Regions from separate parts of the Mus musculus genome. Here regions 1, 2, 3, 5, 6 and 7 are each linked to region 4. The links are chromatin contacts, called in public Hi-C, HiChIP or PLAC-seq and promoter capture Hi-C maps. All regions are on one chromosome and are shown on one strand. Each heading gives the region's core, a stretch centred on a gene start, on an enhancer-like site or on the middle of the called end of the contact. The rest is flanking DNA. Distances are from core to core; before and after follow the strand shown. Region 1 overlaps Ppp3ca (protein phosphatase 3, catalytic subunit, alpha isoform). Region 2 overlaps Slc39a8 (solute carrier family 39 (metal ion transporter), member 8). Region 3 holds the start of 4933401H06Rik (RIKEN cDNA 4933401H06 gene). Region 4 holds the start of Bank1 (B cell scaffold protein with ankyrin repeats 1). Region 5 has its middle 58 kb from the start of Ppp3ca. Region 6 overlaps Ppp3ca (protein phosphatase 3, catalytic subunit, alpha isoform). Region 7 overlaps Ppp3ca (protein phosphatase 3, catalytic subunit, alpha isoform).

Region 1 (3,437 bases), core at 558-3,057, 380 kb after region 4:
CACATATCAGATATCCTGCATATCAGATATTTACACCACTATTTATAAAAGTAGCAAAATTACAGGCACAAGTAGCAACGAAATGGTTTTATGATTGGAGGTCACCACAACATGGAGGAACTATATTAAAGGGTCACAGCATTAGAACGGTTTAGAACCACTGCCCTAGTGGATGTCTGGTTACACAAACATTCAGGAATTAAATGTGCCATTCCAGCATGTCTCCTCCTCAGGGCGTCCTGTAAAGCTTTGAAATGATTTGACTTAATCAGCAATGAAACCTGAAGGTACCGAAGGACAATATCTCGTCATCTTTTGAAGAAGGGGTCACGCTTGAGAGCCATGAAAAGCACCTAGAAAACCCCAAGGGGGAACGCATTTGATGTTGTACCATCCATACACCATTAAAACCCAGTTTATTGTTAGATGCTGGAAACACCGTGTTAAGACCTTTATTATTGATATATTAGCCCTTCCTCCCTTGAATACCTGCTGCTCTTCCCTTTTAAAGTAAGAGGATTGTAGCCAATGTGTTCAATCCTAAACAGCCTCTGACTAGGAAGTTATGATATTTCACGTCTTTTATCTTCTTCAAACAGTATCATTACCTTTTCTTTCTATATGAAAAAGGGGAATTTATAATTTTCTCTGCATGTTTATACTATAAAAGAAACAGAGACTTTCATCAGTTAGCCTAACCCTAGATGACATCATTAAAAGAACATTTTACAGTGCATGCCTTGGTTGCTTGTTGGTTTTCTAGAACACTTCAGTTATGACTGAGTGCCCAGTTTTTTTCTTTTCATACCTTTCCCCAAGGTGAGAAACAAAGTTGCTCTATTTTTCCAAAATATCACTACCTTCTGTCTAGTGCTTCTAGAGTTCTGTTGGAAAGGCACCTTACTTCCTGCTCTGTTCTTAAAACCACCACTGGACGTGTTAGAGATGCAGGTAAGTGAAGGATGCCTTGAATAGCCTCAGATACTTTAGGGTTCTGTCCTGATCCTGTGAGCAGCCCCCCTGTTGGAAACCCACAGAGTCCCTTCCTGGAAGCCTGGAGATGGTTTTAAGCCAGTCGAAGCCTATGGGATCATTTGCTCTGATATCTGATAAGCAAATAAAATAAACAGACTGTTGCCCAGGAGGGAACTGGTTTCTGTTGTCTCTGTTCAGGTCTCTGAATGGGCCCCATTGTTTATTTATTGTGCTTTTCACAAGTGCTAATAAGCTCACCCTTGTTTTACTAATAGCTTTCTTCTTAAGTGGCTTGACATTTCAGTTAACTGTCAATAGCCTCAATGTTTTTCTTTAAATTGGGTCAGACTAACTGGTTTGTTTAAAAGTTAGGCAGCCTTATATAAATTGTGGCATATAAAACTAAGGAACATTTATTAGGCATTTTAAAATTTGTTTCCCTAGTTACAAAATGTAAGGTCGCGATAGAAACTGTGCTTTTATATTCTTTCTTGTGCTAGTAAAATTAAGTAATTGAATGCAGATTGTAGAACCTGTTGAATAACTAAGTTAGTTGAAAGTTTTTAGTTAAAGCCTGCTAGATATGTGGACACATTTCACTTTTAAATGTTTCAAGTCATAGCATGAAGAATTTAGATGAGCAAACCTGTACTTAAGGCAATGTTTTCCTTTCAGATTTTTATTGCATTAATTTTAAAAGCCATAAATAAGAAAAAAAAAGTCTTCATTAGTGGAAATGAAACTGAAACTAAAGTGGAGTGTTGACCTTGTACTAGGAGTTAACATCTGCAAACCAAGGCCCTGGTCTGCACAGAAAGAGGCAGAGTTGGGGAAGCAAGGCCCAGTACACTGGGAAGTCTCCTCAAGTGACCAAACACTGCAATAACAGGAGAGCCATCAAATCATTCAGTGGGCAGTCTTAAATGTAATTAGCCGTGTAAGTAAAATCAAAGACAGTCTAAGGAGTAAAATCTAGGAAAGGATTATTACAATATCCCAGTGAAGGTGTCTGCAAACCCTTCAAGTGAGCTGCACACGTTTAGTCACAAGAAGATACTTCTACTTACAGAAGACAGCATAGTGCTAGGCAAACCAGCAAACAGGGCTGGTGAAGTGGCTCATTAGATAAAGGCAGTTGGGACAAAGCTTGGCAGCCCTTTGATCCACATGGTTGAAGGGGAAGACCACCTCCAGAAATTTGGCCTCTCTTTTTAACATGAGTGCATACTATGGGGTACGCACACACACACACACACACACACACCATAAATAAGTTTCTAAAAAATATTTTTGAAATGTGAATGGATGGAGCTTGAAATAATCACTGTAATTAACGTAACTGACCAAGATCCAGAAAATCAAGCAATGGGTGTTTTCTTGGGCATGTGGATGATAGCTTTGACAGCTGTAGCTCTTGCTATACAGCTGATTTATGCTAATTAGAAAGCTGACCCTCATTTCTTCTGATTTATCTGATACTAAAATCCTTATGATGACTTACCACTGCAGCTTGATTTTCTTAGAGTGTTGATGCCAGTCAGTACCCTCAAGATGAGGATACGTCGACATTTAAAGAGGATCAAACTGAGTGACTGACCTGTCACTCAGTGACAGTGGCTGCACAGTTAGTTAATGACAGAGCTGCTACCTTATCTCGGCAAGGTCTCAGGAAATGTTTCTGGCACAAACAACTGAGTAAATTAATGTCCTTGGTTTAGACTCAAGCATTTATAGACTTGACTTAACATTTCCTTACTCTGAGGCAGGCAACAGCGTTTGATTCCTAGGTCTGGGGAGCATTTACCATTTACCAGTGAAATTTCTCTTTCGAAGAAAAGCCTTACAGTTGTGCATCTTTGGAGCTGAAAGAGAAGATATTGCCCAAACTAAATTAAATGGACCTTGAGCTCAGCAAATGTTTATTAATTTACATTGTTTTATTTTAATTTGATGATTGATAATTGCCTTTGGTTTCACATATGACTTTAAAATATTAACACTGCTTTTAAAAATCCAACTCGGCGTAAAGAGAGAGCACTATGTAAGGTGTGTACAATAATGCTCTTTAAAGAGTGGGGGCGTTCTAGAAGGACATCCACGGTGTTGCCTTGCCTTTAGCTGTGTTACTTGGGTCTCAAATGGTCTTCACTTGGTCTCGTGGCTCACAACTTTATTGTGATATGTGATATGGATGGCCTGATAGGAAGCAGCGAATGTTGTGTTGTTATTGGATGTTGATGTTATTACATCAGTCAGGTTTTTGCAGTTTCAGTAAACCTTGGACACTTAAAAACTGTTGATGCTTTATGTGACATTAGAGGTTGTGTGTATGTGTGTAAGACTTACTTTATATAAAACTATTTGAATATAAGTATATATTTTTGCAGAATGTTCAGCTTGTTGGCATCTGAGAGTACATTGTCTTGGATGGTGGTAACACAATGTTTGAAATGTTTTAAAAG
Region 2 (3,133 bases), core at 145-2,644, 440 kb before region 4:
CTGTGTGACCTTTCGATAGTTTTACCGTGGATGCCGCAGAATACTAGGATTCCTCAATACCTGAAGCAAAACATTGATTGGTACGATCCAGTCCCAAATGAAAGAAATGCTCAGCTCCTGTGCAGAAACCCCAGACGAGCATTTCAGGATTCACCACAAGATGGCGACAGCCATTTAATAATGTGTCTTCTAGTTTCCAGAGATGAACGACATGCTGAGAGAAAAAGTAACTGGAAGACAAACGGATTTCACCTTCTTCATGATCCAGAATGCAGGGATGTTAACCGGCTTCACTGCCATCCTGCTCATCACCTTGTACGCAGGAGACATCGAATTGCAGTAGCCGGAAGTGGAGTATAACGTCAACGCGGGAAGGCATTTAATAACAACACAGAAACATCTCCATAGGGATTTTTGTTTTTTTAAAAGTATATCCTATTTAGTTAAAAGAGATTTTTTTTTTATTATTTTCAACTAAAGGCTAAGGAATCTAATGACTGGTTTCAGATATGTAGAATAGGTGAAATTTGTTGTTAAAATTTTTCCTTAAAAGGTTTTCGGTTTCAGACTGCAAAGGCTGGTGTATGGGGCCTTTGGTAAATACCTGGTTTTCAATATTTTATGCATATTAGAAAATTATCATGAAGCAAACACGTGCATTCACAAGCAGACATACAGATCCAGAGAAAAACACAATCTGGGTCATGTAAGGTTTCAGAACTTGCTTGGGTAAACAACAACAACAACAACAACAACAACAACAACAACAAAAACCTCAAGCGTTTTCAGAGTGGTTTTCTTCCAATTAATGTGTTTGACTGCTTTTAAAGGCAGGTGCATCAAATGAGGAAGAAAATCAAGACAGACAGCTCCAGTGCATGCAGGACCGATCCCAGTGCCTTAACGAACCCCAGAAAGATAGCGCACAGCGTTTGTTCAGCTTTATGTCTCAGTTGGCGACCTGTAGGATTGTTTTGAAAGCTAATACAAAGTAACATGAATTAGGAAAGGATGAAAGGCTTGCTAGCCCAGCAAGGCTTGGGCTCAGGGCTTGGTCCCTGAGTTATAAGCTTGAACACACCCTGCAGAAGACCAGAATTGCTTTGCTATGATTTATGCTGTGGTTCCAGCCAACAGAAATGCCTGAGGAGTATGCGAGACTGGTTAGAACTCAGTCTTGCCATGCTCTGGGATTGCTTTGTCATGGTGGAGAATATGTTGGGTGGGAGAGAGAAATTGAATGTAATTGTGAGCAATTTACTTTTTAAAAGATGAGCATAATTATTTAGCAGGGGGAATTTCAATAAATGCAAAAATCACAGCTGGGCTGGGCTGTGTCAGAGACTGATGGTGGAGGAGGCATGTGCTCATTAGGGGTGATTGACAGTCAGCAGAGACGGCTTCTTTTATGTGCAGTGTGCTTTGTTCCCATATGGTATACCGTTGGATGGAAAACCTCAGCATACTCTTTCTACCTTTCGTAAAACACACAGCTCACTGAGTGTTTGAGCACGTTGTAGACGATCAGTCTGAATTGAACATCCTAATTTCAATTCACACTCCCAAGTAACTTAAAAAAAAGATGATTTGACAGTGATGAGAATTAGTAATAGAAGCCAAGTTATCTCAGGAATTATGTTTTCCTATAAGCCCAAACACATTTTCATGTAATAACAGTGCAGATTTGATAAACTTTAACATATATGTTTATGTGTATTCTCACTTTATGACTGACAATTAAAAAATATTATTTGACCAAACAGTAAAAGCTTTTGAAACCATGTACCGTGTCAGTTATTTTTCTCTTAATATGTCTTTATTTTGAGTGACATCATGTGGCTGGTGTTATGAGAAGAGAGGCAAGTAGAGAACTGATGTTGTATTATTTTAAAAATATCTAGCAAAAAAATCCTACAAAGACTAATTTTTCATTTCAATAAACACAATCTATATTAGTATAACCTTTCGTTTCAGTGCTTAACAATCCTTGCTTTTTAAAAGTATATGCTGTGGGCTGGAGATATGGCTCAGTGGTTAAGAGCACAGACTGCTCTTCCAGAGGTCCTGAGTTCAATTCCCAGTAACTACATGGTGGCTCACATTCATCTGTAATAGGATCTGATGTCTTCTTCTGGTGTGTCTAAAGACAGCTATAGTACATTCATATATATATAAAACATTAAAAAGTACAGATTGTATGTATTTTTAATGAAATGACTTATGGAAGAATATTTTGAAAAGATAGTTTAGTGATTCTCAGTGTACATGCAGATTGACTCTTTGGCCTGCTTTTTGTGGGTCTGGCTCTCCATCCTTTCCCTTTACCATGGAGAATGAAGGACTTTGGGTGACGATGACTTAAAGACAAGAGGCAATTGTTTGTTGGAGGCAGAAGGAAAGTCGGGATGGCATTTACTTTATCCTGATTAACTTTCTTCAAGTGAGCATAATCCTGCCAACATACTTCCTATGGAGCATTTGCCATATAATCTTAGTTTTTTGAAGAAAAAAGGATTTATTTCATTTTGAAGATTACAAACCATCACTGAGGGAAGTTAGAACTGGTACTCAGGTAGGAACTCAAACAAAACACGTGGAGGGACATCGCTTACTTTCTCTTTTCCTGGCTTGTTTGGCTCACTTTGGTAGCAGCTCTCTAGTTAGACTTGTTTACTCAGCAAGATGGAAATCATGCCTACTATGGCAAACTTAGCTAGCCACTGAGTAGTGGATATTGGAGGAGAACCTACAACCACCATTTTATTAAGACAGCATAATCATTAGATTTTAGAGATGCTACCAGAATAAATAAAAAATACTGTATATTACTCATTGCTAAACTTTAAAGAATATGTATTAATTCCTGGCACTTATTGGGTACTGTAGAAGATCCTGTTACCATGGTAATGCTGTGTCACAAAGCACCTTAGGAAACTGAAGCTCACAAAGTGGGTGAGCTTCCACTAGAGGTGCTGATGGGTAGCCAGCTGATAGAGCCATGGTACTAGGGTGTGGCTCCCATTGTGGCTGGAACTGCAAATTCATGTGGAAGAGATAATAGATGCCTAAGTCCACTTATGGGTAAAGTGTAAACAGGTTCAATCAGTCTTAAGCAGTTTTTATAAAGTATCTG
Region 3 (3,286 bases), core at 787-3,286, 490 kb before region 4:
GGGGACCTTTAGGATAGCATTGAAAATGTAAACGAGGAAAATACCTAATTAAAAAAAATCAACTTCCAGTTCATCCTCCATGTAAAAACCTAGAAAAAGAGATGAAAATAAAAGAGAAAATAATGAGTCACTTTTTTGTTTTTTTTTTCTTTTTAAAAATTTGATATTTTCTTTATCTACATTTCAAATGTTATCTCCTTTCCTAGTTTCCCCTCTGAAAATCCCGTATCCCCTCCTACCTCCCCCTGCTTCCCAACCCACCCACTCCTGCTTCCTGGCCCTGACATTCCCCTATAATGGAGCATAGAACCTTAACAGGACCAAGGGCCTCTCCTTCCATTGATGACCGACTAGGCCATCCTCTGCTACATATGCAGCTAGAGCCATGGATCTCTCTGCGCAATTTCTTTGATTAGTGGTTTAGTCCCAGGGAGCTCTGGGGGTACTGGTTAGTTCATATTGCTGTTCCTCCTATGGGGCTGCAGACCCCTTCACCTCCTTGGGTACTTTCTCTAAGCTCCTTCATTGGGGACCCTGTGCTCCATTGAATGGATGGCTGTGAGCATCCACTCCTGTATTCGTCAGGCACTGGCAGAGCCTCTCAGGAGACAGCTATATCAGGCTCTTGTCAGCAAGCTCTTGTTGGCATCCACAATAGTGTCTGGTTATGGGATGGATCCCCATAGAAACACAAGTACATTGTTTAAAATTGGGAAAGCTAGATAAGCAGAAAGGAAAAAAAAAACCACTCATAATTTAGGACCTAGATACGAACATTCTCAACATATGGGCGTCTTTGTCTGTAAATTGCACTTTACCTGCCTTGTCGTAGCAATGCTATCTCTACACACGGCTTCATAAGGAGTTTTTCCTAATAGTGTCTAATTCATTAGACATTTTTGTCTTTATAATAATATATTCTAGAGAAGAAGTCTTCATATGCTCTTCAGAAAGACTTGGAAGAATGTATGTGTGTATGTGCACATGCATGCATGTATGTATGTATGTATGTAAGCATATTTGTACGTGGCCACGTATCTGTGTGATCTGATATATGTGTATTTCAGTATGTTTTAGTGCGTGTGTATGTGTGACTGTGAGTGGTGTATGTGTATATCTGCGTGTTCCTATGTGTGTATATATGTGTGTGTGTGAATGTGTGTTTGCGTGTGTTTCTGAATACATGCGCACCATTCAGCCCTAAGTAAGAAGCATAAGAAGGCGTGAGATAAAAATGGAAGCACTGATATCAGAGAATACTTGTCATCCCTAGTTCGGCCTCCTAGAGGATTATTCGTCTGGAGTGTTTCTTGCTCAAACCTTCTCTTTTAATGGTGTTAAGAATGTGTCCAAAAGTCAAGCCAAGAAAGATTGTGTCAACTCTGAAGAGGCACTTACAATGGTAGACTTGGGAGAGGCTGGTAGACAGCGAGCTGGAGACGCGTAAAGGGAGGGACACCAAGGTGTCTGGTCACCGAGTTAGGTAATCCCGTCATCACAGCGGACAGATCTGCCGTTTTCTCGTCCACTCCTGCTTCGAATGTTCCTGTTGTGTCATGCCTGTAAGCCACCAACCAGACTTTGTGACACCTGTCAGTGACCCTTGAAGAGATAAATCGGTGAAACGATCGCTTTTCTTCCAGGTTAGAAGAGACTTCCCGATAGTTACTTTCAAAGCTGCACTTTAAATGGTTGGGATCTAAGCTAGGTGCCCCACACTAATCTACTGTCACGGAGATTTCTGCACCTGTTTTGTTTCAGTTACTCTTGTACCTTTGGTTACATACACAAGCAGCCAAGAGCTCATCACTCCTTTCCACTTTATTTATCCCTGTTTTTATTTTATTCTTATTTTATTTTATTTTATTTGTCACCTGTCTACCAGGAACTGTTATGCGCCAGGCATTGTCAGAGTCCTATTAGTAAATATTACGGTAACATGAGCTCGTGGGATCTAGGTGGCTGCTTTCTCATCAGAGAAGCATTTTCAGTCTTCACATTTTCCTTCTTTAATGTAATCCATTGTCCTGGTCTCACAGAGTACGTTACATTACGTTACGTTACGTTATGTTACGTATGCAACGTGCGCAGCGGCAGTTCAGGTGCACTGACAGGCTGCCTCTGCTGTAGGAGAGAGTCCCGGATCTAAACAGCTGTAGAGAGTCTGTATCCAGATGGTCCACATTCATTGCTGGAAGCACGTGACCACGCCGGGCTCTCCCCAGCTGTGTTAGGAGTCTGAGCCTATGTTTGAGACATTGGGGTCAGTTGTTAGTTTCTGTTGCTTGAATGAAACCTTTGTGGACCCCAGCTTTCCCATTTGAAAGATGGGGATAGAAGGGAGAGATAGAACTGTATTTAAGTGATCTCTGTTCCCCACCTCCCCCGTCCCCACTCACAAGGATCCTAAGTAGTTTAAAGAGCAATTTAACTTTATGACCCTAAAAACTAGTAGGCCCAATAAAATACAGTTCCCTGCAGGATCCTGTGGATTTTCTTTTTATTATTTGAGTTACTCTCCATGTTTAATGAAGAAGACATAACAGTCAATCTCTAATTGCTTAGTAACGGGAAAACATGAGACTTGAATCTTCTCTTCACCTCCTATGAGCTAATCTTGGACAATTTATATTCCCAAGATGTTATTTCTTTGTCAAGGACCAGCCTTGGCATTGGAGTGGGGTTCTGAGAGAAGGGGTGTCTGGGAGTGGCAGAAAGAACGACTCAAAGTCAAATCATGGGTTCAAGCTGCCCACTCAGGTTCTGCTGAGATGGCTTTCCAGTCAGTCAGTCAGTCTGTCTGTCTGTCTGTCTGTCTGTCTGTCTGTCTCATCTAAAAACTGTCTGGTTGAGACAGCTCTCTCTGTAGGTAAAAGTTCTAAATGCTGTCTGGGTTTAGTCAGAGAAGCTGCTATAAAAAATTATTGGATCTTCCGACTAAGTCAGAAATCTTGGTAAGAAAAAATTCTTGAAGAGCTGTTTTGCTCTCCAGAGATTTCTAGAGAGCCCAGCTCTCACTAGAGAGAATTTCTAAACAACTGCTATCGCCTTTTGCTAGCTCATCTCATGCAGACCAAAAGCCCAGTTTTTTAATTTACATATCAATTCAGTTATTTATTCCAGGTTTCCTTTTGATTATATTTTGAATCAACATCCCGTGACCGCAGTCCTTTGATTCTTAAAAGACTGTAAGCATACATGCTGATCTTGAACTCAGGAATCTGCCTGCCTTTGTGTCTTTCTGACAGTCTAGCTCAGAGTGTAGCTGCCTTTGTTCCTTTAGATT
Region 4 (3,065 bases), core at 312-2,811:
AAATAGAAATTACAAAAGAGGTCTCTTGTTCAAGGTCCAAAAGATGAGTTGTTTCTGCCTGTTTGCTTGCAAAGGCTACTTTGCCACAGATCCTGAGCTATGCAGTGGTGACAAAAGCCATGGTCCGGAATTTAAAATGGTACAGTTTTCCCACATCACTGGTACCAGAGGGTCTCAGGCCATCTTCCATTGTTATAGATACATTCCCCATTTTAATGGAAAAAAAACAACCGTTCACATTTATTAAAAGTGTATCTCAGACACTATTGCGTATGCCAGCAAGATTTTGCTGAACGGACCCTGATATAGCTGTCTCGTATGAGGCTATGCCAGTGCATGGCAAATACAGAAGTGGATGCTCACAGTCATCTATAGGATGGAACACAGGGCCCCCAATGGAGAAACTAGAGAATGCACCAAAGGAGCTGAAAGGGGTCTGCAACCCTATAGGTGGAACAACAATATGTACTAACCAGTACACCCCGGAGCTCATGTCTCTAGCTGCATATGTAGCAGAAGATGGCCTAGTCGGTCATCATTGGGAAGAGAGGCCCATTAGTATTGCAAACTTTATATGCCTCAGTACAGGGGAATGCCAGAGCCAAGAAATGGGAGTGGGTGGGTAGGGGAGCAGGGCAGGGGGAGGGTATAGGGAACTTTCGGGATAGAATTGGAAATGTAAATAAAGAAAATATCTAATAAAATAAGTGTATCAGACCCTAAAAACAACTAAAGCCAAAAGATCCTACCTAAAATAAAGTTAATAAAATACAATAAAAATAAAAATGTTATGAGAATTTTAATTCTGATTAGTAAATTAAAATAATTTCAGGCTACAATTTCTTGCTGTATAACTCACCAGGAACACCTCCTATAATCATGTTAATATTCTGGTGAAATCTCTTTACCAAAGCTAAGTTTTTAATGCTTATTCTGGAACTTCACATGCATTTAAAAATAAAACCAAAAGGAACTCAAACCAAGCACCTCAGCAGTCATTTGAAAATGTAAACTATCTGACATAGTCAACCAAGTTGACTCCGTTCCTTTTTCTCATTTAGGAGCTCATGGTTCCAGGGAGTTGGTTTTATACAGACTGATCCGGGGCAGGGGAATGGGCAAGGATGCTTCAAACGAGGCATTTTGCTCCATGTATATACATTTCAGATGAGATCTAGCATTAAAGCTGGGTGCAAAGTGATTTTCAAAAGTAGAGAAGCCCCCACCCCACCCCCAGGTTTAAAGACACCCAGGTCTTGGTAGCTCCCAGGGCAAACTGTCTACTGGTGGCCCTTAGTCTCAGAAGGACTCCAGGGTCATCATGTACCCTCCACCCAAAGCCCTGACAAACATGAGACCACCCACCTGGAGGTGCTAGGCCAACCTGGAACAGATCCTGGGTGCTACCCCTAGTGCCAGAAGCCACAGGAAGCATTGCGGGAGGTTGGAGCCTGGGAGCTGCAGTGGCCAGCCCTGCCTGCAACTTCCCCTGCAGACCTTTAGTTCCGATGGTCTGTGGCCCTGCAGCTTGCTTCCTACTCTGGGGATTGTGGCCCGAGGTTGCCGGAAATGCAGCCCAGGGGCTCAGGCCGCAAGGCTAGGGTTAGGCCTTGCTGGGGGAAGTGAAATTGCTCAGGCTTGCTTTTACTTAGTTTGAGAGAGCTGTCTTAGGTTCCCTTTCTCCCAGGCTATCTTTAAGCTCAGGTGACCTAGAGCTTATAGCTTTTCTTATTCTGTTCTGTATTTCTCTGCTATGCTAACCCTTCCTTCTGCAAGACAGAAAGTAGACTTTTATAAAAGGAACTACTTGACAGAGGCATAGATAGAGATACCGTGACAGAGATATAAAGGTATGAAATTTTAGTATTTCATCTTACCCAGGCTCCAGGCTAAGTCTGTGTGTTATAGAGTGATTTTCATTCCCACATGAGAAGTTTTTCCTAGATCTGCTCTAATTTTGAAATGGGCCAGGTCAGAGACATACACATACCCTATACCCTTCTCCTCAAACATGAATTATGGCTGTGTTCTTGCTTGTTTGAAAGAATAAGAAATACCCAAAGAGTTATCCCAGAGCCTAACAATGAGCAAATATCAAAAATCACTAGACTACAACCTAACCAAAGTTGGAGATCGTTTGACAATCAAATTCAAAGTGTGTGTGTTGGGGGAGGAGGACTGGAAAAAGGGATAACATTTGAAATGTAAATAAAGAAAATATTCAATAAAAAAAAGTGTGCAAGTAACACACAGTTGCCATGGACCACTTTTCCTTCTTCGAAAAGAACCAGAAAGTTCTACTCTAAGTGTTTTTGGAATACTGTAACTATCAAGTGTCACAGAAAGTCATTAACTTTCCACACATGCTAGATAAAATTCATAAAGCAAAATGTGAGGAAGCTTTGAAAAGCATTAGATATACATTTATCTTCTACATGGTACTTCTTATTTGATCATCTTGAGTAACTCTTCCAAATTTGGAACAATAAAGCCAGTATATGAAATGATACCCTGACGTGTGAGCGGCTGCTTATGAAGGACAGCTTACCCAGAAATGTCAGCAGAGTTTACAGGGACATGGGTGTCACTCCGGTCAATGTTTTCAGAAATGCAATACTTAGGAAAGATTAAGTCTTCATAGGGGAGAAAGAAAGGGTGTGGTGTATTAAAAGGAAATTTAGTGTATTTATATATATATATATATATTTTTTTTTAAATTAGGTATTTTCCTCATTTACATTTCCAATGCTATCCCAAAAGTCCCCCACACCGTCCCCCCCCCCACTTCCCTACCCACCCACTCCCATTTTTTGGCCCTGGCATTCCCCTGTACTGGGGCATATAAAGTTTGCAAGTCCAATGGGCCTCTCTTTCCAGTGATGGCCGACTAGGCCATCTTCTGCTACATATGCAGCTAGAGTCAAGAGCTCAGGAGTACTGGTTAGTTCATAATGTTGTTCCTCCTATAGGGTTGCAGATCCCTTTAGCTCCTTGGGTACATTCTCTAGCTCCTCCATTGGGGGCCCTGTGCTCCATCCAATAGCTGATTGTGAGCATCCACTTCT
Region 5 (3,151 bases), core at 414-2,913, 290 kb after region 4:
ATTTACCAACTCCATCCTCTACCCAGCATCCCAATTTCCCCTTTATGCGCATTTGGGCATTTAGAAAGCTGACCATTCAGAAAGCACACAGTTGGGCATTGTTTTCAAGCTCACTGCTGCTCCTGACAGAATTATTGAGGAAGCATTATGCAAATCTATTGTTTACAAAGGCCATAAAACCATCTGGCCCAAGAGGTTCACTTTCTGTAGCTGACTTCTGGACACCAGCATGGGTTTAACTTCCTCTGTCCTTCCTATTCTGGCTGCCAAGCCACTGTTGACAAAACACAGGTGATTTGTTTCTCATTTCTGACCAGGCTTCCAGTCCTGCCTCTGCTTATTTAACTTTGTTCTAGTTTCTGTATATCACTCTCTCCGCCTCTCTTACCTGGGGCAGTTTCCACACTTTCCCTGAGGTTTCCTTTGGAGACCTTCTGTGGATTTCCAGACAGAGTCGAACATTTATAACTACATCTCAGAGACACAAAGCACATTTGTAGAAAGTCATAAAAACGACCTTGGTAATAAACCCCAGGGTGTGGCTGTTACACACAGATGGCAGCTTCTAAGCGCTCACAATTCATGGGCTGCCCAACGGTGATCCACAGTTTCAACTGCAGACCTTGGGAAGTAAGATTTTGTTGCTACTGAGTAAGTCTAATAAATGGATTTCATTTCAACATCACTGTATAAAATTATATCTGTTTGCCTTTTCCATGAGAATATTGGACTTTTAAATGTGTATCGCTGTTCTATAGCATCACAATTCATCAAAACTGTAGCTGTTTCTGCACATGCTCAGACATTAGAATATACTTCAGAAAAGTCACAACATGGAAGTTGCTCTTTCATAGGTACCAATTTCCCAAAGAGAGGGTAGCTGTCAATTTAAAGGAGCTAAGGCTCCCGTTTAATCTTCTGTGTATGTAAACATGAGCAAGAAGCCAAAACTTATCTTGATCCAGTGATGTCCACAAGGGACACCTGTTTCAGTATTTATTTTTGTATAACATACAAGACCCGAGAGCTTTTAAGACTACAGCCGGGCGGTGGTGGCGCATTCCTTTAATCCCAGCACTTGGGAGGCAGAGGCAGGTGGATTTCTGAGTTTGAGGCCAGCCTGGTCTACAGAGTGAGTTTCAGGACAGCCAGGGCTATACAGAGAAACCCTGCCTGAAGAAAAAAAACAAAAAAACAAAAAACAAAAAACAAACAAACAAAACAAAACAAAACAAAAGACTACTGTGAGCAAGGCTAAATTCATTGTTCTGTTAGAACAGGTTAGACCTTGGCATGACTGATCTTTGTAAGTTATAGTCTAACAGACAAGAATTTTGAGGGTTCCGTTGAGATAACAAAGGATGGATCATTTCTAACAAAACAAGCAACTGTTGTTTGATTGTTATTCTTACAGCTTGCTCATATTTATCCAGTTTAGCTAAGTAAACGTAGTTATTTGAATCCCTAACACCTACTGTTCTCATAAACAGGATACCCTATGTTCTGTATTAAGCTTATCCTGCGAATTGCTCACGGAAAAAAAAAAGTGAGGATATGAGATCAATTTTAAAAATGTGAATTTTTTTTTAGTGCCAGAAGCCTAGGCACTGCCATTAGCTATAAAAAGAACTGGTGGGAGGAGGATGTGGTTCCTGCCGAAGATACACAGCACTCTCTGGCAGCCACATCCTGCCATCCTATGGCTGGTTCAACCCAAGTACCACATGATAGTTTTCTTAAATGATAAGCTATTACGTGTTGTTGTAAAGTGAGACCATTAAAAGAGAGTAGTGTCTTTGAAGGCTAATAGGTATCTACAGTTGTAGCAAAGATAGGGATTGGAGCTTTGCAAGTATCATACAGAAATGAGAGAAAGTCTTAAGGTCTCTTATGAAATATAAAAAATAAACCATCATAGAAATAAATGGGGAAATATGCAAAAGCACAAAAAAGTTCCTCACATTTAATTCCTCTGACACATTGCACATAGCATTTGCTCCACTAGACTATACTCGTATGTGTATTTATATTTATTAGTTCTGATATGGATCTTTAATGCCCCTACAAATTCATGGTCTGAGTACTTGTTCCACAAACAGTGGAAAAAAGAGCTAGTAGGGCTGTTTCTACAGCCTATAGGACCTTTGCAACCCTGGTCCTGGCTGCCACATGTCATTAGGGGTACATGGTTGGAGGTTGTTGTTTATTGTTGTTGTTGTTTGTTCTTTTAACCTACCTCCGTTTGGGTCCTGTTCTCTGATTCCTGATCTTTTGGCATGCAAGCAACCAACACCTCATGGTCACTCTGCCACAGACTGAGCTGCTCCACTGTGCCCCCCCAATTATGATGGACTACCTCTGATACCATGTGCCGAAATCAACCTCTCTTCCTTTGAGTTGCTTCTGACTGATACTTTGTCCTAATGATCATAACACTTTAGAAATTATGTTGATTTTACAAATAAATTGATGTGTTTTTACAAAATTGAAGTCATGTGATACACAATCCAGCTAGGATGTTGCTAGAGAGAAATGGCATTAGTCTCCTTTGGTCACTTAGTATTAAATTATAATGATTTTGCTATGTTACATATTCTTTGAAAACATTGTATGTCTCTAATATCACAAGACGTCAATCCTCCTCAAACATTAACAGAAATCAAAATGGCCTTGGCACCTTTTCCAGTTTCTAAATTAATGCATATCAGGTAGAGCCACAAGTGTGATTTCCTATATTTCATTGGATAGTTGAACACAAAGGTCTTTATTACTTTATACAAACCTGATCTTTCAATTGTGGGTTTATATTACTTTAAATATGACCAATCATTTAAATGCTTTCTAACAATTTATATTACAGGTGAATATTACTTTTCTTTGTCTAAATTCTTTGTGTTACATAATACATTCTAGATTTTCTAAGTTTACGTTCAAGTGGCATGTTCTTTTAGTTTCCTTTATCCCAAGAAAAGGAAACATTTCATCACATTTTCAATGTTGACCTCCCAAAACTAGAAACAATTCTACAACTGTTTTCTTAAAGCTATTTTCTAGGAAACCTTTACATTTGCAGCACTTAAACCCCTAGTTAGTGTAGTTATCATAGACATTTTCTCACATAATGGTGTGCTATTTACTAATGTTCTGATCT
Region 6 (2,975 bases), core at 215-2,714, 460 kb after region 4:
ATTTTATGTTTACTGCTCTACAAATGACTATAAATACCATTTGCTAGAATATTTCATTATTTCACTTAGCACTGACATTCAATAGTTGTTCTATTTCTTGACATAAATGAATGCAGATATTAAACATTTTAGATATTACTACCATAGGATCATAAAAGCAATTCCTCAAATATATATTTTATTTAAAAAAATCTAATTTGACTTTAACCTTTATTAAAATATTCAATATTCAATCAAAATTCTTAAATTAGAAATTTAGTATTTAAAATCAGCAAATACGTTTTTGCTTTCCTGATAACCCTATATGAAATTATTCTTAACAGATTAACCAGGCAAATAAAGACATTGGTCTTGTGTATATACATTTTATTCTTCTAACAAAAAAAATTCAAGTTCACTCTTATTTTAATTTTTTCAACTGTGCTGAAATCTTTTGAAACAGCTACAATAAGTCCTTTTCATAAAGGAATCATGTTGAGTCATTATTATATAATTTATTGTATAAGACATTTGCAATTGTATTAAAATGAACCTCCCATCATCGTCAAAAGTTAAGTTGTTTTGTGATAGAACCTCTCAAAACTGCAAACAGAGACAGAGTGGATCCTCACCTGTTTCCATTCCTTGGGTCCTTTAGGCATCATGTTGAGGAAAAAAACCAAAACACATATGAAGGATTAGGAGTATACACTCTTTGTCATATTTTAATGAAAATTGCCTTAAAATTCAAATTATAGAAGTATTTGTTGGTGGTATTCTTGTGTTCATTTTCTATAATTATTCTTGAAATGGTAATTATTTTATTTAACATCTGATTTTTAAAACTTACTTCTTTTTTTGTCATATCAAGGCGTAGGTTTCCTCACGACATTTCATACATTTATTATCATTTATATGTTGGTCTCTTTTCTTCCCTCTCCATTTCTCCACTGCAGGTTCCCTTTCTTTCCTGAAGGAATTCTTGTTCTGTTCTATTGAAAAATTGCTCGGAAGACATTTTAGAGGATAGTTCAAACTGTACTGTGTATAATATATAGTTGGTAAGCCAGAGGGAAAGGGAAAATTGCTTATTTTAGTAAATGCTTTTAGCACCGCTCTGCCCTTTTATGAACACTTTTGACATATTGCATAAAACCTCATTGTGCTGTATTTGCATGTCAACAAACAGGAAAACTGAAGGAGGTCTTCAGTTTGCTAGAGAGGTGATTGGGACCCATGAATGTTGACTGAATATATTTTAAGGCTAAGGACTTGTGGATGATCCTTAGAGGAAGTGGAAGAAGAGGATGTTGCTGGGAATGGATGATGTCAAAGATAAATGAAAAGACCAGGACATTACTAAGTTGGAGTTTTATTTATAGGTGTTTAAGCATGTGTATTTAGATTTTTGAGACACTATCTTCAGTGAAAGCCTGATATTTTCAAATAAGGCAAGTGAGTCGCGTCAGTGTGACTAATGTAGCCAGAGCCCTGTTAAGTATATTCATGCTGTTCTAAGGGTCTGACTCTCTCCCTCAGACAGGGTTTGTGTATCTTTGCACATGCACACTCCATACACAGATAAACTGAGAATTGTTTAAAGCTCTATGTAAATTAAGCTAAATCTCCCAGGATGAGAACACAAAGTATAGCCTGGAAGACTCAAGTATCTTCCTGTATATTTCCCTCCCTTACTCTGAATAGGATCACATTTCACATGTTGATGGTTTGTTAACTGGCATTCTGTATTTTCAAATAGCCAAACTTATCAAACCCCACTACCTTACCACCTTAAAGCAAAACGCTTTACTCTAGGTTCATCTAAAAATGAGGCAACTAGTTACTATACACTTCCATCAAGAGAAGGAACCTTTCTTTAGATGGGTGCATTCTTATTACCTGCGGGCGGCTTCCTTGTCTCTTCCTTTCTTCCTTAGTTTTGGTTTCTAACACTTTTCCAATTGCCTCTAACAAAACCTGCAGTGCGCCATGGACAGGGTCAGCTCTTCAGAGTCCATGTCAGCTCATGCTTGCTGTCTGTTGCCCACTTTCCCCAGCCTCACTGGATTAGTTAGTTAATATGAAGCAAGGGGACACAACTCAACATTGGGTCTCTAGAATCCTGAGACTCTCCTTATAGGGGTCAATTCAGTGAACCCCAAATTTGGTAACCCCCCTACAGAAAATGAGGGTGGGACCAAGTAATGAGTTTACTAGGTAGAAATAAAGAAGATAGAGAGAGTAAATGCTTTGCATTTAAGCATAAGAAGGAAAGGAGAGGAGAAGGGAGCGACAGAGGAAGGGAGGGAGAGAAAAAGGGGTAGAGAGGAGGTATTGATGGATTTTATGAAAGAACTATATCTATACCTACCAAGTCAGTGGTGTGGGCTTCTCAAGAGAAGTGTTTAAAAGCTTCATTTATGTATGATATATGTGTGTGTGTGTATATATATATATATATATATATATATATATATATATATGAAATATAATAAAATATAATCAAATCAAACATAATCATATGTGTATGTATGTGTGTGTGTGTGTGTGTGTGTGTGTGTGTGTGTGTGTGTGTGAATGCATAGCTTGGAAGTTGCATTGTACAGACATTGTGCTCTATAACCAGGTTCAAAGATTAAGCAAAGTTGAAAACATCATGTGCAAACACAGTAGCTTGATTCCATGTTTCTTAAAGAATGTCCTGTTTGCAAATGACACTGCAAGGTTGTTTATGAGATTCCCAGTCCAGGTTAGGGTGAGAGAAGAGAAATAGCCGGTTAAGTCTAGACTCAAAGGTCACCAACATTCCTGCCCATGTGAGTATAGTTTATCTGTTGTTTTTCTCCTGTCTGTGTCTGAGATAGCTCTTGGAAAAGGGGAAGCTGTCTCTGGGAGTAGCTTGATTTGTCAGTTGCTTTGGATTGATGACTGAGCAAGCAGGAAATGTGAACTGCCCTTCCCATGTCCTGTAAGCCAGCCCTGTCTTTCTATTCTGC
Region 7 (3,411 bases), core at 880-3,379, 510 kb after region 4:
GTGCTTTAAACATTATCTTTGCTGGGAAACCTAAAGACAATTAATTAAACCTAGGAGTAGATCTGTGAGGAAAGTTGTGCATAGAATAAGACAGCTACTCACTGAGAGACTCTGTTCAGAAAAAACAAACACTTATTTCCTTTTTTTGGGGGGGTGTATGGTGTGTGTGTGTGTGTGTGTGTGTGTATGTCTATCTATGTGTGTCTCTATATGTGTCTGTGTATTTGTGCATATATCTGTATGTGTGTATTTGTATACATTTCTATGTATGTCTCTGTATGTGTGTCTCTGTGTGTCTTTACCTGTGTGTGTGTGTGTGTGTGTGTGTGTGTGTGTGTGACACTTGGACGTGCCTGTGTTCTGTATATCTGTGTGTCAGGCCAGAGGTCAACTCTGAGTGTCTAGCTCAATTGCTGTTAACTGTCATTACTCTGTTTTCACTACTCAGGGTCTCTCACTGAGTCTGGGCCACATTGATTCTGCTTAGCTGGCAGGCATTCTCCTCCCTATGTCTCCCCAGCTCTGGGACAGAGACAAGTACCATGTTACCCAGCACTTCCGTGGGTGCTGGAGACGCTGTGCTGGCTGTTAGCACGTTACTTACTGAACCACATCCGAAGTCCAGCAGATGCTTTTTCTATAGACTGATATTTTTATAGGACCATTCAGATTTCATGAAATAGTCAAGCTAAGAAATAATTTGCCAAGGAGAGAAGAGAGACTCTTTCCTTTAAAATGGGGAGGCGGGCACACGTCATTCATGATAGAAATAACATACATACATGTCATAAGTTTTAAAACCAAGTTTGTTGTAACACGTTTATTTTTCTTTTCTTTTCTTTTCTTTTCTTTTTTTTTTTTTTTTTTTTTAATATGTGGCCATGAGTGTTAGCCAGCGATTGTATTGAAGAGCAGCAGACAAGGCTGTGCATATAGGCATGTCTGTTCTTGCATTGGAAATGGCCCGTGTTGGTAAGCTGGCCGTGGTAAATACCAGCAGGAAGTGAACCTCAGAACACACTACTTCCCAAGACTGTAGTCCTGAGAGTTGTTTGTCTTGAGGCCAGTCTCTGTTAACTGAAGCCCACCAGGTCATCGAAAACTCCTTAATCCCAGCAAGATAAGCCCCAGTGCTTCCAGGGGCGCAGATGCCGGGGCGGGCGGGCGAGTGTTAATAGGAGCTGTCGTTGAGTTTTCTAATTGGAAGCCCTAATTAAGTTCTGCCTTGATCTCTATCTGCTGCTGTCTTGACATCCTCTCTGTTGACCTGGTTCTTTGTTCAGCGACTTTTTTTCACAGCTAAACAAACACATGCCAGGGATTGCCTGCAACTTTATATTCTGCGTGCCCAAGAAACAAGTCTGCTTTGCTGGTCATATGTCTTTAGAAGTCTTGAGCCACACATGTGCTGTTGAAATGACTGTTGTGAAAAACATAAAAGCCCACATTAGTTGAGTTTCTACTGGTAGCTGAGCCCCTACCAAGGATGCTCCTTTATCTGGGACAATCGCATGCTTTGTTTAGGTTCTGTGTTGAGAAAAGTCCAGACTCTTTCTTCGAAGACTATCTGCCCGGTGCAGACTCATGCACGGGGGACCTGCATATACACGTCTGGCCAGTGGCCTGCATCAGACTCTCCAGTAGCGTCTCTCTACCCTTTGGATTGGGATTTAACCAAGTGTGGCTTAGTAAGACAGGGAGGGCAAGCTGTCCCCTCCAAGCCCCTCCGTGGCCTCTTCCAGAGGACCTGCTATTCTTCCTCTCTGGCAACCGCTTTGTGACTTTAAGCTCTTCTTTAACACTGATGCATCTCCTTCAGCCTTTGAGTCTCAACGTGAATGTCATTCCTGCGGGGGTGTCCCTGCTTATTCACAGAAATAATGCAATCTGCTGCCTCCGTGATTTTCCTTGTCTTGAGATTAGTGCGTTTAAATCCACCCCTAATCAAGCTTTTCCTTGGCCTGTATTATCTGTGTTCCTTTCCGGACTTTTTTTTTTTTTTAAACATTATTTTTATTTTTATACTTGCCTGGCCATATCTCTGTCTCCATTGTGTAACACTGCTCCTGCCTCACAGGCGGTTATCTTAAGTATTTGCTGATTGGTGGATTCACTGATAAAAAAGAAAAAGTTGAGCAAGGACCTGGGTGAACTTCCGGATGAAGAAACCTGTTCCTCCTCACGTTAACCCTTGTGTGGTGATGTTGCACTTCATCTTACTTTGTAGTTGTTGCCTAATTAACTGTGGATTAACAATGGCCTGCTTTCTTCCTTTAAAGTCAGCAATCACCTTGTGGTATTCTGCAATGCTAGTGAGAAACGAATGTTTTCATTTAGTGCCTTCTTAACCAGAAGGTGAACAGTTGGACTGAGTCAGAACCCGCAGTTTCTAAAGACAGTCCATAAGAAAAGAAAATGATTCTTCCAGTATCCAATTAATTCTAGCTTAATTACTCAGAGAGAGTGTTCTTCAAGCTTCCCAGTTACTGTCTTCCCACCCGTGAGGCAGGAACAGTTATACATGGGTGGGCAGGGGAGAGAGAGAGAGAGAGAGAGAGAGAGAGAGAGAGAGAGAGAGAGAGAGAGAGAGAGAGACAGACAGAGACAGAGACAGACAGAGAGAGAGACAGAGAGAGGCAGAGAGAGACAGAGAGACAGAGAGAGACAGAGACAGAGACAGAGACAGAGACAGAGAGACAGGCCAGGCAAGCATAAAAATAAAAGTAATGCTGAAAAAAGGCCAGAAAGGAACACAGATAATACAGGCCAAGGAATGCTTGATTAGGGGTGGATTTAAATGCAGGTGGCTGAAGACCTAAGAACACTGGCTGCTTTTCCAAAGTATCTGGGTTCCATTCCCAACACTCTCTGCGTGGCCCATAGCTGTCTATAAGTCCAGTTCTGGGGAATCCACTGCCCTCTTCTGGTAACTGTGGGCACTGCAGGCATGTCATACACAGATACTCACGTAGGCAAGCACCCCTACACACCAGTAAAAAGAAAAAAAAAATCTTTTAAGAAGTCACAGTTGTGAATTTCCTCTCTAGACCCAGGAACCTGCCCATCCGTTACTGTATGCTGGGTCAGTGCAGGATATGTATTTTTCACATATGTAATAAAAAAATTAGGATGATACCCAGTTATTAAAATAGTTTATTTTGGTGTGTGTATGCGGGGGGGGGGGGGGGGCACTGTCCAAGGCAGCCATAGAAAGTTTTCACATCCACTGGAGCTTAAGATTTACAGAAGGTAAATCCTTCATCCCTGCTGGAACCAAACTCCAGCAGCAGCAGCAGCAGCAGCAGACTTAACATGTGTTATTGAGCACTTACCCGTTTCTCCAGAGCCAAAGATGCATTGTGTATCTGTTTATGGATTCACTGGGGCACATATTTGACAGGCATTTTCAGG

What was found. Promoter capture Hi-C pulls out the DNA fragments that hold promoters and counts their contacts. Hi-C and Micro-C count contacts between places; a contact is called where the count stands out from the background. HiChIP or PLAC-seq counts read pairs in DNA pulled down with a chosen protein or histone mark.
Region 1: a promoter capture Hi-C map of pre-B cells shows a contact between it and region 4, with 3 times the contacts expected there. The contact joins the enhancer-like site here to the promoter of Bank1 in region 4. A contact is called at or near these places in 3 of 39 promoter capture datasets (the C10 cell line and pre-B cells), 1 of 15 datasets of contacts at CTCF or cohesin (pro-B cells) and 2 of 9 other capture datasets (liver and macrophages).
Region 2: a contact with region 4 is called in a promoter capture Hi-C map of hippocampal neurons, with 8 times the contacts expected there. The contact joins the enhancer-like site here to the promoter of Bank1 in region 4. A contact is called at or near these places in 9 of 39 promoter capture datasets (the 3T3-L1 cell line, 3T3-L1-derived adipocytes, the C10 cell line and 3 more), 2 of 15 datasets of contacts at CTCF or cohesin (large pre-B cells and pro-B cells), 7 of 484 Hi-C or Micro-C datasets (the 63-12 cell line, the Ba/F3 cell line, cerebral cortex and 3 more) and 2 of 9 other capture datasets (adipose tissue and embryonic stem cells).
Region 3: a contact with region 4 is called in a promoter capture Hi-C map of liver, with 4 times the contacts expected there. The contact joins the promoter of 4933401H06Rik here to the promoter of Bank1 in region 4. A contact is called at or near these places in 2 of 39 promoter capture datasets (hippocampal neurons and liver).
Region 5: a contact with region 4 is called in an H3K4me3 HiChIP or PLAC-seq map of the 230-238 cell line, with 14 read pairs. The contact joins the enhancer-like site here to the promoter of Bank1 in region 4. A contact is called at or near these places in 3 of 39 promoter capture datasets (the C10 cell line and liver), 2 of 15 datasets of contacts at CTCF or cohesin (large pre-B cells and pro-B cells), 1 of 115 datasets of contacts at active chromatin or transcription factors (the 230-238 cell line) and 2 of 9 other capture datasets (adipose tissue and liver).
Region 6: a Hi-C map of bone marrow-derived macrophages shows a contact between it and region 4, with 16 read pairs. The contact joins the enhancer-like site here to the promoter of Bank1 in region 4. A contact is called at or near these places in 3 of 39 promoter capture datasets (the C10 cell line, liver and pre-B cells), 1 of 484 Hi-C or Micro-C datasets (bone marrow-derived macrophages) and 3 of 9 other capture datasets (adipose tissue, liver and macrophages).
Region 7: a contact with region 4 is called in a promoter capture Hi-C map of liver, with 2.3 times the contacts expected there. The contact joins the enhancer-like site here to the promoter of Bank1 in region 4. A contact is called at or near these places in 2 of 39 promoter capture datasets (embryonic stem cells and liver), 1 of 15 datasets of contacts at CTCF or cohesin (pro-B cells), 2 of 484 Hi-C or Micro-C datasets (B cells and large pre-B cells), 2 of 115 datasets of contacts at active chromatin or transcription factors (acute myeloid leukemia and microglia) and 1 of 9 other capture datasets (macrophages).

What each region holds. Positions count from the first base shown.
Region 1 is chr3:136,706,659-136,710,095 of GRCm38.p6, forward strand. The region is part of intron 1 of Ppp3ca (protein phosphatase 3, catalytic subunit, alpha isoform); the gene reads left to right. Among named protein-coding and RNA genes, the nearest start is that of Ppp3ca, 38 kb to the left of the region's middle. Within about 2 kb of position 1,808, at least 58 of the 459 cell types and tissues checked have an H3K27ac peak or open chromatin away from gene starts, as enhancers often do. A contact at or near this core is called in liver, macrophages, pre-B cells and 1 more, where this site is marked.
Region 2 is chr3:135,886,612-135,889,744 of GRCm38.p6, forward strand. Slc39a8 (solute carrier family 39 (metal ion transporter), member 8) reads left to right here. Exons shown (of 9, transcript NM_001135149.1): 9 at 194-1,961. The coding sequence ends at 343. Among named protein-coding and RNA genes, the nearest start is that of Gm31243, 14 kb to the right of the region's middle. Within about 2 kb of position 1,395, at least 25 of the 459 cell types and tissues checked have an H3K27ac peak or open chromatin away from gene starts, as enhancers often do. A contact at or near this core is called in hippocampal neurons, where this site is marked.
Region 3 is chr3:135,838,233-135,841,518 of GRCm38.p6, forward strand. It overlaps 4933401H06Rik (RIKEN cDNA 4933401H06 gene), which reads right to left and starts at 2,037. Exons shown (of 5, transcript NR_040540.1): 1 at 1,875-2,037; 2 at 1,399-1,602; 3 at 45-89. All of the region lies in intron 2 of Slc39a8 (solute carrier family 39 (metal ion transporter), member 8), which reads left to right.
Region 4 is chr3:136,324,505-136,327,569 of GRCm38.p6, forward strand. Bank1 (B cell scaffold protein with ankyrin repeats 1) reads right to left here and starts at 1,562. Exons shown (of 17, transcript NM_001033350.3): 1 at 1,366-1,562. The coding sequence starts at 1,435.
Region 5 is chr3:136,610,213-136,613,363 of GRCm38.p6, forward strand. No RefSeq gene overlaps it. Among named protein-coding and RNA genes, the nearest start is that of Ppp3ca, 58 kb to the right of the region's middle. Within about 2 kb of position 1,664, at least 82 of the 459 cell types and tissues checked have an H3K27ac peak or open chromatin away from gene starts, as enhancers often do. A contact at or near this core is called in the 230-238 cell line, adipose tissue and pro-B cells, where this site is marked.
Region 6 is chr3:136,787,492-136,790,466 of GRCm38.p6, forward strand. The region is part of intron 1 of Ppp3ca (protein phosphatase 3, catalytic subunit, alpha isoform); the gene reads left to right. Among named protein-coding and RNA genes, the nearest start is that of Ppp3ca, 120 kb to the left of the region's middle. Within about 2 kb of position 1,465, at least 3 of the 459 cell types and tissues checked have an H3K27ac peak or open chromatin away from gene starts, as enhancers often do. A contact at or near this core is called in bone marrow-derived macrophages, where this site is marked.
Region 7 is chr3:136,834,867-136,838,277 of GRCm38.p6, forward strand. All of the region lies in intron 2 of Ppp3ca (protein phosphatase 3, catalytic subunit, alpha isoform), which reads left to right. Among named protein-coding and RNA genes, the nearest start is that of 1700006H20Rik, 120 kb to the right of the region's middle. Within about 2 kb of position 2,130, at least 61 of the 459 cell types and tissues checked have an H3K27ac peak or open chromatin away from gene starts, as enhancers often do. A contact at or near this core is called in acute myeloid leukemia and liver, where this site is marked.